Regions from separate parts of the Rattus norvegicus genome. Here region 2 is linked to region 1. The links are chromatin contacts, called in public Hi-C maps. All regions are on one chromosome and are shown on one strand. Each heading gives the region's core, a stretch centred on a gene start, on an enhancer-like site or on the middle of the called end of the contact. The rest is flanking DNA. Distances are from core to core; before and after follow the strand shown.

Region 1 (7,160 bases), core at 2,425-4,924:
CAATAGCCCAGGTTTATATTAAGCCAGCAGCAGTGGCTGCTGTTGGAACTGCACGTAAACACTGCCGATCTCCATTTAGTGAACCCTGCTCCTTATTCCACCCAGCGTACCTATTTCCCCGGAGTTAATAATTGCCCTTCCCACGACCATGCTTGCTGTGTTTTTCCTAATCTTATTAATTATTCAACTCAAACTCTTGGTTGTGTGTCTTCATTCCAGAAAATTCTGCCCTTCATCGGGAAGGAGTCTCCCCGAGCTTTCTGTCCTTCCCCAGTTTGGCAGGCAATCCCTTGGGTGGAGGCATGTAAGGTAACCATCCCAGCATCTGTGACAAGGTTCTAGCCTCATATTCGAGTTTGTCATGACCGAGAATTCTATGCTGAAATCACTGTCCCTCAGAATCCCGAAGCGACTGTATTTCTCCGCTGAATGCTAACCTTTGGCTGGGGCTGGAAAGACCAAAGCCATCCCAGCATATTTTGTTCAGACGTGGTCGGTCGCACTATGTACCTAAGCAGGCCTCCAACTCTAATCCTCCTGTGTTGGGGCTCTAGGAATGCCTGGGTTCTGCCTTCATCTTTTGGAAGGGACACCAGGTTTTCTTTCTACAAGCTTCTGGGTCTTTTTTTTCCCCCACAGTTCTGAAATTTCATGGTCATTTGCTCTGTTGTGAGGCTATTTTATCTGTGGTGCTGACAAGTCCAGTCCAGTCTAGAAACAACTCCATTAGTCCGGGGAAAGCTGGTCCCATTGGCTTCACTTTTCTAAGGCTCGGCAATGTATTTCAGGTTGGTTCCTGAGTTTCCTAGCTCACGGGTCAGGACTCCTTTCCTTCAGTGCTCAAAAACCTGTATCTCACAGGGCGGTGGTGATACACACCTTTGGAGGCAGAAGCAGATCTCTGAGTCTAAGGCCAGCCTGGTCTACAGAGTCCAGTAAAGCCAGGGCTACATGGAGAAACCCTGTCTCAAAAACCAACCAACCAAACTGTATTTCTTCTCACTCTCTGGCTTCCAAACTTTTCTACTGTTGCTATGTTCTTCATTCCCCCCCCCACCCCCATGCCCTCATCCATTTGTTGGGTCTGCTTTCACTGCGCTAGGGGTCAAACACAAGGCTTCATACAGGTCAGACACATAGTCTATCCCTGAGCCTTGCCCTCAGCCCTAAAATACCTTGTAGGAGGAATGCCAGGGATAGAACCTAGGGTCTTGTGGATGCTGGCCAAGTCCTCTGCCACTGAGTCACCCACAGCCTGGAGTGGATGCATGTGTATGTGTGTGTGTACTACACGCCTGTTCAGATGCTCATATGCCATGGAGTGTGAGAGAGAGAGAGAGAGAGAGAGAGTGTGTGTGTGTGTGTGTGTGTGTGTGTGCACGCGCGCGCGCGCGCGCGCACGAGATCAGGGGACAGCTTTCGGGAATCAGTTCTCTCCTTCCACCAAGGATACAGGGGTCAAACTCTGCTCATTAACATCACCAAGCACTTTTGCCCAATAGGCCATCTTGCTGGCCCTGTATTATAATTTTTTAAATCCTTTACCAACCTCAATGAGGGCTGAGGGAAAAGGAAAAACAGATGACATATATACTACTCTCTGTCTTCCAATATAGTAACAGTAAACTTCTATTTTTTTTTTTTTTCTTTTCTGAGACAAGGTCTTCTCGAAGTGTAGTCCTGGATAACCTGGAATTTACAGACATCCTCTTGCCTCTGCCTCCCAAGTGCTGGGATAAAGGAAAAAAAAAAATCAGATGCTACCACATAGGGCAACAACAGAGCATTAAACCTATGGTGCTAGTTCTCTCGCCAATATCCAGGAAACTTTTCATACTCAAAAAGGAAGTCAAGGCTCTTCTCTTAATCAGAAGTCATGAGGCTGGGAGGAGCCTGTCCTATAATCCCTTGCCCAGCAAGCATGAGGCCCTGGGCTGGATCCCCAACATCGCAAAGGAAAATATGAAGTTACCCAGTGGGAACCTTGTCACAAGATGGAGGAAGAATATGCTAAGTGCCCTTACACTGGATGTTGGAAAGATCAGCTGTCACGCCTTCCAAGTTCACAGGGGTCTCCGTAGACATCACTGCCCGAGAAAGAGGACTTTCCCTGAAATGACAGGCTAATACATCAGCCCCTGCCCTTATGTGGCTGCTGTGAGGAACTGAAGGGCAATGCGCTTGAAGCATTGGCTTTTTAATTTCATTTAATTCTGACAACTTAAGTAGGCCTTATGGCGTTGCTGTTTTGACAACACACCTAAGGGTGACCTACTACTGAATAACCCAACTCTAGAGAAAGGATTCTTAAAGCCCTGAGTGTCGGTGTCAGAACGTCCAGAAGTGACTTCCCTTCTTAGGATTCACTACACTGCAGCTTTAAACAAATTACTGAACCCTTGTACAGGAGACCCTTGCAAAATACCTTTTCAACGTTCAGGTTAAATGTCCCCTCTTTGGTTGACCTTGGGGATCAAACATAAAAATCGATTAATCTCACCGCAGAGACCCAAACTGTCTTTTAAATCAGGGTAACCCCCACATTAGGGAGTTACAGGCAAGATGGCTACAAGTTCAAAGCCAACTTAACTATATGTTGTTTTGTTTGCTTGTCTGCTTGTTTTTCAAGACAGGGTCTGTGTAGCTGAGGCTGCCTGGAACTAGACCAGGCTGGACTGGAACTCACAGAGATCCACCTGTCCCTCTGCCTTCCAAGTCTGGGAGTAAAGAAGTATTGCCACTACTGCCTGGCCTTGATCTACTGTTTTGAAAGCGGAGGATGGGATGGGGACATGGAGAAAAAATTATGTCTCTTCTTTTTTTTTTTTTCTTTTTCTTTTTCTTCTGTTTTTCGGAGCTGGGGACCGAACCCAGGGCCTTGTGCTCTCTAGGCAAGAGCTCTACCGCTGAGCTAAATCCCCAACCCCATATGTCTCTTCTTTATTGTCTTTTCACCCTTCCACAAGCCTACAAAAGGGGATGAGATGGTGGAGGTGCAATCTCAACGCCTCCCAGAACTGCAATGTACCCACAGGTGTTATCACACAAAGGTGTCAAGATGCTTCCCAAGTGAAGACATTCTGGAATCTCATCCGGGACCCAGTAACACCCAGCAGACCACACGGGACCCTACTACTTTGTCTCACGAAATCTTCCCAGCAGCCCTTTTAAATAGATATTATCTCAACACCATTCTATATATAAAAAGACTGAGACCTGGAGGAGTGATGTCATTTATCTAATGCCTTAGCGAAACCAACGAGCCAGAGACTCGACTCCGAATCCGTATGGACATAAAGGCTACACTCCAAGCGCGGGCACAGAGTGGGGGCGGGGGGCGCTCTGCACCGCCCCGCGGGCTCTGGAGAACCGTGGCAGATTCCGAGTGGAAGCTCTGCAACCGCCGGGACCCGAACACACCCAGCAGAGCGCCAGCTGCCCTGAGGCCAAGCGGATGGCAAGATCCTCGAGCCCAGGGTCGCTCTGCCCGCCCAGGCCGCTCCGAGCCTCGAGCGGTGACGAGCCGGTCCCCTGCCGCCTCCTTCTGCGCCCTCCACGGCCGTCGGCACCGCAGCCTCCGCCCGAGCCATCTCGCCCCCGCCACCCGCGCTCGGGCCCCGCCGCCTGCCGCGTTGGCCCAGCAGTCGCCCGCCTCACCTGCGTGTCCGCCGCCATCCTGCCGGCGCCCACTCCGGAACCGCTTCCGGAGCGCTTCCGGGTCACAGCGGGGCCCACGCGGCAAGGGGAGGCCTGGCGCCCCCGGGCGGGAGGGCGGTCGCAGGTCGCGCGCTGCAGCCCGGGGACGCTGGCTGTCCTCAGCCCGGCATCCTCGGCGATTCCCGGTCCAGCCCCAACAACCCCATCGGGGAGTTCCTCCAGGCACCGCGTGCTTTCACGGAGCCACTGAATGCTGTTTCCTAGGCTCCGGGAAAGAGCTGCAGTCTAGAGAAGACTTGTTAGAGCACGGGGGAGGGATACAGGGATGCCCGGAGAATTGCTGCGCGGTCCTTCTGGGAGCCTTGGCTACAGTCCGCTGGGGACAGGGGTGAGCTTTGGAGAATGATTTAACTTTTTAAAATTTATTATAGACACACCAGGAGAGGGCATCAGATATCATTACAGATGTGGTTGCTGGTATTTGAACTCAGGACCGCTGGAAGAGCAGGCAGTGTTCTTTAACTGCTGAGCCATCTCTCTAGCCCCTTTACTACAGACTCTAGAGTATGCTTTGAGAATGCGGGTCTCCAGGCTTCTTTAACCCTGAGCAGTGACAACTGTTGACAGAGAATTAAAACTATACAGACCTGTAGTGAATGACCCACACAAGATTTATGACAGCAATAGGGCGTAGCATTTTCAGTCTTCACCTACTTAAAGAGCTCCAGGTTCTAGAATCCTGAGCTTTTCAGAGACTTGACACTTAATTGAATGCCTATATGAACTGACATCAAACAACTGTTGGGTCGGATGTTATAGTTCTAGGGTAACTTTTTGTCTAGTTACCTGTGATGCACAATGACTGAAAATACATTTTAGAGAATCTTAAAACCACTTTTTCTAGCACATTACTCTTGTTTGTAGCCTCCCAACTACAACAAAGCAACCCTATATGCACACCTTAGTGGCAAGTTACAAACTGTCCCTGTATTCAAGAATACAGTTGAATTCCCTTAACCTAGAAAAAAAAGCAGTAGCCAGCACCCTATTCCACATGGAAACTCAACTGTGCATCTTAAATACACAAACGCAAGTATTAACTTTATTACTAAACAGACAGCAGTTGCCTGTAATTACTGCATCCAGAAAGCTGAGGGAGATCAACTTCTAACCAACTCTCAGGCACTTTAGTTCAATCCCCATGTGGTGCTTGCACAATGTCACAAAGATCATCCCAGGCCCACTGTCTGGGACTTCAGACCTTAACCTCCTCTAGCCCAAACCTAGCATTCTACCCCTGCCTCAACCTTACACCATGGGGCTCTGGGGCCTGCATCACCCTAGCTTGGAGTGGTAAGGGTACTTAGTACAAACACTGGCTTGGACACCCAGTGAAGTGCAGAAAGCAGACCTAAAGACCAAGGTTAAACTGTTCAGAGTTGACATAACTATAGACCTCTTAAGTGGGGATCTGGGGACATACAGTATCTTGCAACACATATCTCCCATGGACAAGGAGAACTACCAGAAGAAAATAAAGGCCAGGCATACACCTTCAATTCCCAGGACTCAGGAGGGGAAAATCTTTGTCCCAGGTCAGCCATGGCTACAAAGTCAGGAGACCCTGTCTCAAAAACAAACAAAAAAGCCAAACAAAACCCACAAAGCCACTAGGAGCTTTATTTTTAGAAACATAGATGCAGGGGCTGGGGATTTAGCTCAGTGGTAGAGCGCTTGCCTAGGAAGCACAAGGCCCTGGGTTCGGTCCCCAGCTCCGAAAAAAAGAACCAAAAAAAAAAGTTTTTGCTTTTAACTGCTTAAGTGAACAAACTAAATAAATTCAGACAGCTTTAAGAGAAGTAAGCCTTTATTTCCATCTTTCTCAAATTAAGCAGGCTGACTTGGTGTGAGGGGCTTAGTCGAAGAGACCGAATCCCATGTCCTCATCGGATTCCTCCGACTCTTCCTTTGCTTCGACCTTGGCTGGGGCAGCAGCAGCTGCAGGAGCAGCAGTGGTGGCAGCAGCCACAGGGGCCGCAGCCGCAAATGCAGATGGATCGGCCAGGAAGGCCTTGACCTTGAGGGAGAAGAGACAGCGTGATCATAGTTGTTGTACAGCCTATACCCTTCCTGTTAAGGACTGTCCTGACAGCTCTCCAGTGTGAAGCTGCCCAACAGGTCAGGATAGCCCAGCTCTGTGGGTCCGTCATCTTTTAATGAGAGGACGCATGCCCTTGTTCCCATCACTTTCCCCATTTTTATTAAGCATCTATCTGGCTCCAGCTCAGGGCAGGCTCAAACTGAAGCAATCCTGATGGGATTATGGGCCACATCTAGCTTTCAAAAGTGGATTCCTCAGGCCACCCAGTCTTAATGAGTAAGCAACAGCACACTGGGCATGTGTTAATGCTGTTGGTAGTGTTTGCCCCAGCACTGGTGACAAACCGCAAACTGGTGGTGCATATACTTATAAACACTTGGATTCAAGGTCACCCAACTAGGGTGTAAGATCAGCTTTGGCTCCATGAAACCCTGTCTTGTCTCACAAGGTACCTCTTGTGTGAAATAGTGAATACACTCACTCAGCAGACCTGTCAGGCCTCTGTGGTCCTGAATGAAAGGACAGCCTTACCTTTTCAGCCAGTGGGAAGGTGTAGTCAGTCTCCACAGACAAAGCCAGGACCCTTTTGTATCCATTGATGATGGAGTGAGGCACTGAGGCAACAGTCGGGTAGCCAATCTGCAGACAGACGCTGGCCACATTGCGGACACCCTGCAGGGGAGACAAGAGTGACATTTTAGCTCACCTCAGACTCCAGGCCCTCTCACACCAGATGCTCTGGGCAGGGCAAGAGTCACCAGTTTGTGCTCCCCCTTTCTCCAGACCTGGGTGCTCAATGTAACTTTATAGTGACTTCTGAAACGTAGTTGCTGACCATTAGCAGGTAGAACACCTCTGCTGGGAGTAAAGGCCAGGGCCACCACCGCCAGTGTCTGGTTATCACAGGCCCTTAGCGACCTTTCGATTCCCAGCACAAGCAAGTCACCGAACCGCCAACCTCCCCGCCAGACCTTAGTCCTTTCCTCCTTTTATAGGTGGCAAAGTGGACAGCGTCGGAGGACAGAGCTGGGGCATACCTCTAGGAAGCGAGTGTGCAGGGCCTGCTCTGTGATGTCCAGCACCTCTGGGCTGTAGATGCTGCCATTGTCAAACACCTGCTGGATGATCAGCCCGAAGGAGAAGGGGGAGATGTTCAACATGTTCAGCAGTGTGGCTTCGCTGGCTCCCACCTTGTCTCCAGTCTTTATCAGCTGCACATCGCTCTGAGGAAGAGAAGAGCAGTTACCACCCAGACACACAGAAGGTCCAATCCCAAGGACTCTGCAATACGGAGTTACCACTGCAAGCCATGGCTACTCACCAGGATTTCAATGGTACCTCTGGAGATTTTAGTGGTGATGCCCAAAGCTTGGAAGAAAGAGGTCTTCTCGGGCCCCAGACC
Region 2 (7,160 bases), core at 2,311-4,810, 210 kb after region 1:
ACTATAGATTTAAGCACAAGAGTGAGGGCTCAAGATAATACACATTCAGTAAGTTCGATGAATCACACCTCTAATCCCAGCACTTGGGAGGCAGAGACAGTTGTATTACGGTGAGTTTGAGGCCAACCTGGTCTATGTCGTGAGTTCCAGGCCAGACAGGGCTACATAGTAAGACACACTCTCTCTCTTTTTTTCTTTTTCTTTTTTTCAGAGCTGGGGACCAAACCCAGGGCCTTGTGCTTGCTAGGCAAGCGCTCTACCACTGAGCTAAATCCCCAACCCCAGTAAGACACTCTCTTAAAACAACAACAACAGCCGGGTTGTGATGGATGCATGCCTTTAATCCCAGTGAGAGTTAGAGGCAGGTAGATCGATCTCTAAGTTCGAGGCCAGCCTGGTCTACAGAGTGAGTTCCAGGTCAGCCAGGGCTACACAGAGAAACCTTGTCTCAAAAACAAAACAAAAAACAAAAACTACTCCCCATTCTTTGTACCTACAGTCTTATTTTTCTTGACTGTCTAAGTTCAGTCATCCGAGGCTATGCATAGATTGTCTGACGGTTCCTGAACTTAAGGGCTCCTGTTCAACCTTCACACCTTCCAGGATTACAGGTGTGATCCACCATACCTAGCCTTGCCAAGAGTTCTTAATCTGAGGCATAAGGACCCAAGGGGGCCTGACATATAGTTATCTTTCTCCCTGACACTGCCTGTTAAACTATGAATGGATTTTTTTTTCTTTTCTTTTTTTCAGAGCTGGGGACTGAACCCAGGGCCTTGCGCTTGCTAGGCAAGCGCTCTACCACTGAGCTAAATCCCCAACCCCGAATGGATTTTTTTTTTTTTTGGTTCTTTTTTTTTTTTTTTTTTTTTTTTTTTTTTTTTTTTTTTTGGAGCTGGGGACCGAACCCAGGGCCTTGCGCTTCCTAGGTAAGCACTCTACCACTGAGCTAAATCCCCAGCCCCCCGAATGGATTTTTTTATAAAGCTTTTTTTAAAAATTTATTGGAGACAAGGTCTTATTGTGTAGCCCCTCCCCCTGACCTCCCCCACTAGCCAGGAACTTGCTTCATAGACCAGGCTGGCCCAGCATTTCTTTTGTAGACCAGGCTGACCTCCAGCTCAGAGAGATCTGCCTACCTCTGCCTCCTGAGTGCTGGGATTTAAGGAACGTGCCACTATACTCTGCAAGAGTTTTATTTTTTGCACACAAGTACATGCCTTTGCGCCATATATGTACATGTGCACTCAGAGACCAGAGAGAGTGCGATTCCCCTGGAGCTGGAGTTAAAGAAGGTTATAAGTCACCATGAGTATGCTGGGAGGGACTAGAACACAGGTTCTCTGGAAGAACAGCCAGTGCTCTTAACCACTGAGCTATATCTCTATGGCTCTGCTATGAATGCATTTATGTAGGTGAGGTTTAGGGGCTCGAGATGGCTAAGTTGGTAAACAGCACTTACTGCTCTTGTAATGGAGTGTAGTTTCATTCCCAGCACCCACGGGAATGAGCTCACAACTGTTTGTATCTGTTCCAGAAATTCTTTCGCCCTCTTGTGGCATCTACAGGTACTACACACACATGATGCACATTCACGAAGCTCAAACAGTAAGACACATATACATTTAGATAAGTCTTTAAAAAAAGAAAAAAACCTAGTTCAGGGGGTTGGAGAAAGGTGCTATAATTTAAGGTATTTTAAATTATTAAATACTTACAGCTGGAAAGATGGCCAGTGAAGGACCCTTGCTGCTCTTGCTGAAGACCAGTTTGGTTCCCAGCACCCACATGTGGCAACTTACATCCCTTCATAACACCAGCTCTAAGGTACCTGGCACCTTCTGCCTCTGAGGCACACACACACACACATGACCCAATACACACAAGATCCAATACATAATTAAACGTACATCTTTTTGCTGTATGTATGTGTGGGTTTTTGAGACAGGGTTTTGTTTGTTTTTTTTGTTTTGTTTTTTTGTTTTTTTTTTTAGAGCAATACGAGGTTTTAATGAATGCCCCTTGAAGAAATCTTCTTTCCTACCATTCCCGATGTACCAAGGAGGAAACCAAAGCAAGGCAAAGGGCAGGGGTTGCCCAAGATCACACAAGCAAGTGAGGGCCAAAGGTGGTGCCGGAATTCTCCACCTTTGAGACAGGGTTTTTCCGTGTAGCCCTGGCTGTCCTGGAACTCACTTTGTAAATCAGGCCGGCCTCCAACTCAGAGATCCACCTGCCTCTGCTTCCTGAGTGCTGGTATTAAAGGTGTGTGCCACCACCATCCAGCAATACACCTGTTTTTTTTTTTTAATTGTTCATATAGTTCAGTATGGCCTTGAACTCATCAAGCATGAGTCTGCTGCCTCTACCTCCTTTTGTTATTTTGAGATAGGGTCTCATACCATAGACAAGGCTAATCACAGACTCTATATGTGGTCCAGAGTGGCCTCTAATTAGAGATTCCCTCCTCGGTCTCTCAGAACTGTGCCATATACACATACATTTTAAACTTGGGGGTGTGTGGGTGGAGACAGGGTTTCACTTTACAGCCCAGGCAAGTCTCTAACTCACAACAATCCTCCTGACCCATCTCACTCTTGCTGGGATTATGAGCCACCTGCCACCATGCTTCCCGTGTTGTGTTGTTTTTGTTTCATGGAGAAGGGTCTCACTATGCAGCCCCTGGACAGCCTGGAACTCTCGGTAGAAGAAAGAGGCTATCCTGGGATCAGTCCCATCGTCTTCCTCCAAGATGCCACCACACCTGGCATTCCAGCCTTTTTAAAAAAAAAAACTTTTATCTTTAAAAAGGCGTTTAGACAAAAAGAAAGAAAAAAGAAAGCAGATATTTAAAAAGTTCTACAGACGAAATTTAACAGATGTTTGTAGAATTCGAGGGAGAGAGCAGGACCATTGGCCAATCGCTGAGGATATGGAGCTGAAACAAAGTCCAGATTTTCTGGCACCAATTCCAGGGTTCTTTCTGGGTCCAGGAGCTATTCATTGACTCATTAATTCATGGATTCATAATTCATATATTCATTAAATTGCATAAAGCACCTGCTACTTGATTTCGGGTAACTCTGGGAATGCAGCGCTGGCAAAATCTAAGCACCACGGACTTTACAGTCCATATAGGGCGTCACAGAAGAGAATAACAACGGTCTTTAAGAGTGATGACAAGGGTGTCGGGTGCCTTGGAAATCGCGGAATTAGAAGTCAGCGAGGAAAGGAGAATGGCGCTTCCGATAACGTCATTTGTTCTCGGCATTTCAGATCCTGTCCAGGGACTCCAAAGAAGGTAGCAGTTAAAAACAAAACAAAAAAATATCTCACAGAAGCTCTATTCAGCGAACATCCTCACCCAGCAGCAGAGGAGGGAGGTGGGGCACAGGTATGAAGCGCATGCGCAATCTCACTCGTGCCGCCCCGAGGGTTTGGACCAGGACCGAAAATGTGCGCAGGCGCTACAATTCCTGGCCAGTGAGAAGGCGTTGCCCAATGAAACTTCGTTTGGCGTCTCTGTCCCGCCCCCTTCGGGGACCCCCATTTCCGCTTCCGGCGCGCCGGGGTAGTTCCAAGATGGCGTCGGCGGTGCTGAGTGCGTCTCGAGTCTCTGGGCTGCTGGGCCGGGCCCTCCCACGGGTGGGGCGGCCCATGTCGAGTGGCGCCCACGGCGAGGAGGGTTCAGGTACCGGGGCTCGGGTGGGCGTGGGGGCCTCAGTGGCTGGCACGCGGCCTGGCGGGGCCGTGACCTTGGCGGGAGGCCTTGCGGGAGGGAGCGGCCGAGGCTGACATTCTGGCCCCGCTGCAGCTCGTATTTGGAAGGCCCTCACCTACTTCGTGGCGCTGCCCGGGGTGGGAGTGAGCATGCTCAACGTTTTCCTGAAGTCGCGACACGAAGAGCACGAGAGACCCGAGTTCGTCGCCTACCCCCATCTCCGCATCAGGACTAAGGTACGCGCTGCGCCTCTGCTGTCCTTCAAGCGTCCGTTATTTCTGGGTTGTCCACTCCCCAGTCCCAGCCCTTGGTGCGCTAGGATCTCGGCTGCCTGTCTATCCGCGCAGACTGAACATTTTATTTACTCTCGTTTTACATGAGGGAAGCCAGTTTGTGGGTCGCGGCTTAATTTTCTTAAAAAGCCGCACAATAAATGGTCCTGGATTTTCAACTCCCCCAATTTGTCATCTTTTGTCTTCTGGTGCACTTCAGATGCTGTTTCCTGAATGAAAGCTTGTAGTTTTGGGGTGTCCTTTTATAGAGGCAGATCCTGAAGGTGATTTACAATCCGGGCGTTAGGCTTGAGCACAGACTGCCGGTTTGTGTAGACAGTTTTAATGTCTCTCGATGAATTTTTTTTTTTTTTGGTTCTTTTTTTCCGGAGCTGGGGATCGAACCCAGGGCCTTGCACTTCCTAGGCAAGCGCTCTACCACTGAGCTAAATCCCCAACCCCTCTCGATGAATTTTTAACAAGGCTGTTTATTTGCTCCTTAAATTGTATCACCTAATTCACATAGGACTAGCCTTGCAGAAACTTAATCTAGATTTTTACATCCCACGAGGCTCGATCCCACTCGTGTACAGCCTCAGCACTTGGGAGGCCAAAGCAGGCATATCTCCTGAGCTCAAGACCAGTCTGGTCTACATAGTGAGCTCCAGGGCAGTTATGGGTGAGAAAAAGGTGCTTCACAGCATCCTTGCCTTGGCCTCTGCCCAGTAGGTGGCAGTAGTACCCCGGCCTAACTGCCTCTAGAAAATGCGCATGTCTCGCCCCTGACACTTGGGGGCTGAAAATAAGAGAATCAGTAGCTCATGGTCATTCTCTGCTTCGTTATGAAGTAGGTTATCTTGGGCCAAAGAGGTTATCACAGATAGCCAAAAATGGTTGTGAGCTATTGGCCAAGAGCAGTGCTTTTCAAACATGGTGGGAAGGAACTGGAGAGATGGCTCAGTGGTTTAGAGTGGTGCTGCTCATACGGACAGAAGAGCCAGTTTTAATTTCTAGTGCCCAGGTGGGTAGCTCACAACTTGCTTTAGCTCCATATGGGGGTGGGACTGGTGTCTTTGGCTTCTGTGGTACACTCATACTTTTGTGCATATGCCCACAAAGGAGGAGGAGGAGTACTAATGATCGTAATAAAAAATAAAGCCGGCATGGTAGCACAGGCCTTTAATCTCAGCACTTGGGAGGCAGAGGCAGGAGGATCATTGTAATTTTTAGGTCAGCCTGTCTATGTAGGATTTAAGGTTAGCTAAAGAAACCCTGCTTCAACAAAAAAAAAAAAAAAAAAAAAAAAAAAATCAGGGCTTCAAAGATGCTCAGCAGGTGAAGGAGCTAGCAAGCCCAAGACGGTGCATCAATGTCTGGGACCCACTGCAGAAGGGGAGAACCTATATAACCCACACACAAGTGGTCTCTGACAGTGGCCGTATACATGCACACTCAAAACAAAAGGTACTGAGGAAAAGGATAGAATCTTGGTTGCAGTTTTCTGGTCCTGCATTAAAAAGCATCCACGTCTGCCATCGCCCTTCTGATACAGGAAGGGCCACACCTTGATGGCACAATCCTGGCTGGAGCAGTTTCCAGGGGAAGCTAGGAACTGCTTTTCTTATATTAAAAATGTTGATTATGGATAGATACCTATGTGTGTACATATGTACCTGTGAGTGCAGGTGTCTGTGGGGTCAGAGGTGTGAGATCCCGGCAGCAGTTGTGAGACACCTGATCTGATGTCTGAGAATTTTGGAGGAGCAAGTCTGATGAACGGAGCCATCTTTCCAACATCTTATGTTTTTTAAGGTTTAATTTCTTTTAAATTACGTGTGTGCATGTGGATGCCCAAGGGAGCCAAAGAGGGCTTCAGGTTCCCTGGGGCTGGAGTAGTAGCAGTTATGAGCTGCCTGGTGTGGATGCTGGGAACCAAACTTGTTCTATTCATGGGCAGAGCAGTACATGGCCTTAGCTGCTGAGCCATCTCCTTCCCTGGAGCTTGCTTTACTACTAGCCACTTCAGAGGAGAGATGGCTCGGTGGTTAGAGCACCGGCTGCTCTTCCAGGGGTCCTGAGTTCGATTTCCAGCAACCACATGGTGGCTCACAACCATCTGTAATGGGATCTGAATCCCTCTTTTGTGTGGGTGAAGACATAGTGTTTATACATAAATAAATTAAAGTACATAAAAAATTTAACAAGAAAAACTATGGGACAGTTGAAATTATGCCAGTAAAGGACAAATTTCCGTTTGGATTTTGTTTTATCTGTTTCAAGCAGTTGGCAGGCAAGTTGTTTGTGAGCGTTTTCGGGAAACATCTAATTGCCATCTTCACTCCACAGCCCTTCCCCTGGGGAGATGGTAACCATACCCTCTTCCACAATCCTCACATGAACCCGCTTCCGACTGGCTATGAAGATGAGTAAAGAGAACCTGGCTCTTCGCCCAGGCGACAAGGGACCACAGCACTGATTTGGACCCTGACTCTTGTGTGTGGACCACGAAAGCCCATTGGATGCTCAGCTCATCTTTCCTTTATCAGATGGTGACCATTACTTTGCTCCTCCATCCCTTTGCTCGTAAGAGGAGATGGCTTAAATAAATAACTTGAACTGAGATTGTCCGTGGGCTGGATGCTGCATTTTTATTCTCAGATTAATTGCTTTGCTGCTTTGTAGATCTGGTTTAGCCCACTGAATACAGTTTATGGCTGGCTCCCTGCTGGTTTCTTGTGCTTAGGGTGGGCAAAGCCAAGTGACCAAGAACATAGAAAGGTAGAGTTACCATTGGGACTGGCTCCCTGATCAATAGATGATCAATAGAACTGCTGGTTACCAACACTGGGCTACATAGCAAGTTCTAGGTCAGTCCAGGCTGCGCAGAGCCTGAACAAAGGGCCTGAGCTTCAGTCAGCTGTCCTCTGGTCACAGCAGGCTTCTCTCGCAGTCTACAAAAGGAGCCAAGTTTAGGTGAAGAATCATTTCTCAGTCAGACAGTGATGGTGCAGGCCTTTAATCCCAGGACTCAGGAGGCAGAGGCAGGCAGAGCTCCGAGCTCCAGGCCAGCATGGCTACAAGGGAATCCCTGTCTAGGAAAAACAAACAAGACTCAGCAGTGGCAGTTTCAAAACAGTGGCATAGCCGTCAACTGCTTGTCAAAATGG

The links. Hi-C and Micro-C count contacts between places; a contact is called where the count stands out from the background.
Region 2: a contact with region 1 is called in a Hi-C map of mammary epithelial cells, with 2.0 times the contacts expected there. The contact joins the promoter of Cox6a1 here to the promoter of Gcn1 in region 1. A contact is called at or near these places in 2 of 12 Hi-C or Micro-C datasets (the A7r5 cell line and mammary epithelial cells).

The regions. Positions count from the first base shown.
Region 1 is chr12:46,709,615-46,716,774 of GRCr8, forward strand. Gcn1 (GCN1 activator of EIF2AK4) reads right to left here and starts at 3,675. Exons shown (of 58, transcript NM_001168664.1): 1 at 3,658-3,675. The coding sequence starts at 3,675. It overlaps Rplp0 (ribosomal protein lateral stalk subunit P0), which reads right to left. Exons shown (of 7, transcript NM_022402.2): 4 at 7,080-7,160; 5 at 6,796-6,981; 6 at 6,290-6,430; 7 at 5,507-5,734. The coding sequence ends at 5,573.
Region 2 is chr12:46,919,149-46,926,308 of GRCr8, forward strand. Cox6a1 (cytochrome c oxidase subunit 6A1) reads left to right here and starts at 3,561. Exons shown (of 3, transcript NM_012814.1): 1 at 3,561-3,691; 2 at 3,815-3,957; 3 at 6,340-6,614. The coding sequence starts at 3,583. The coding sequence ends at 6,423.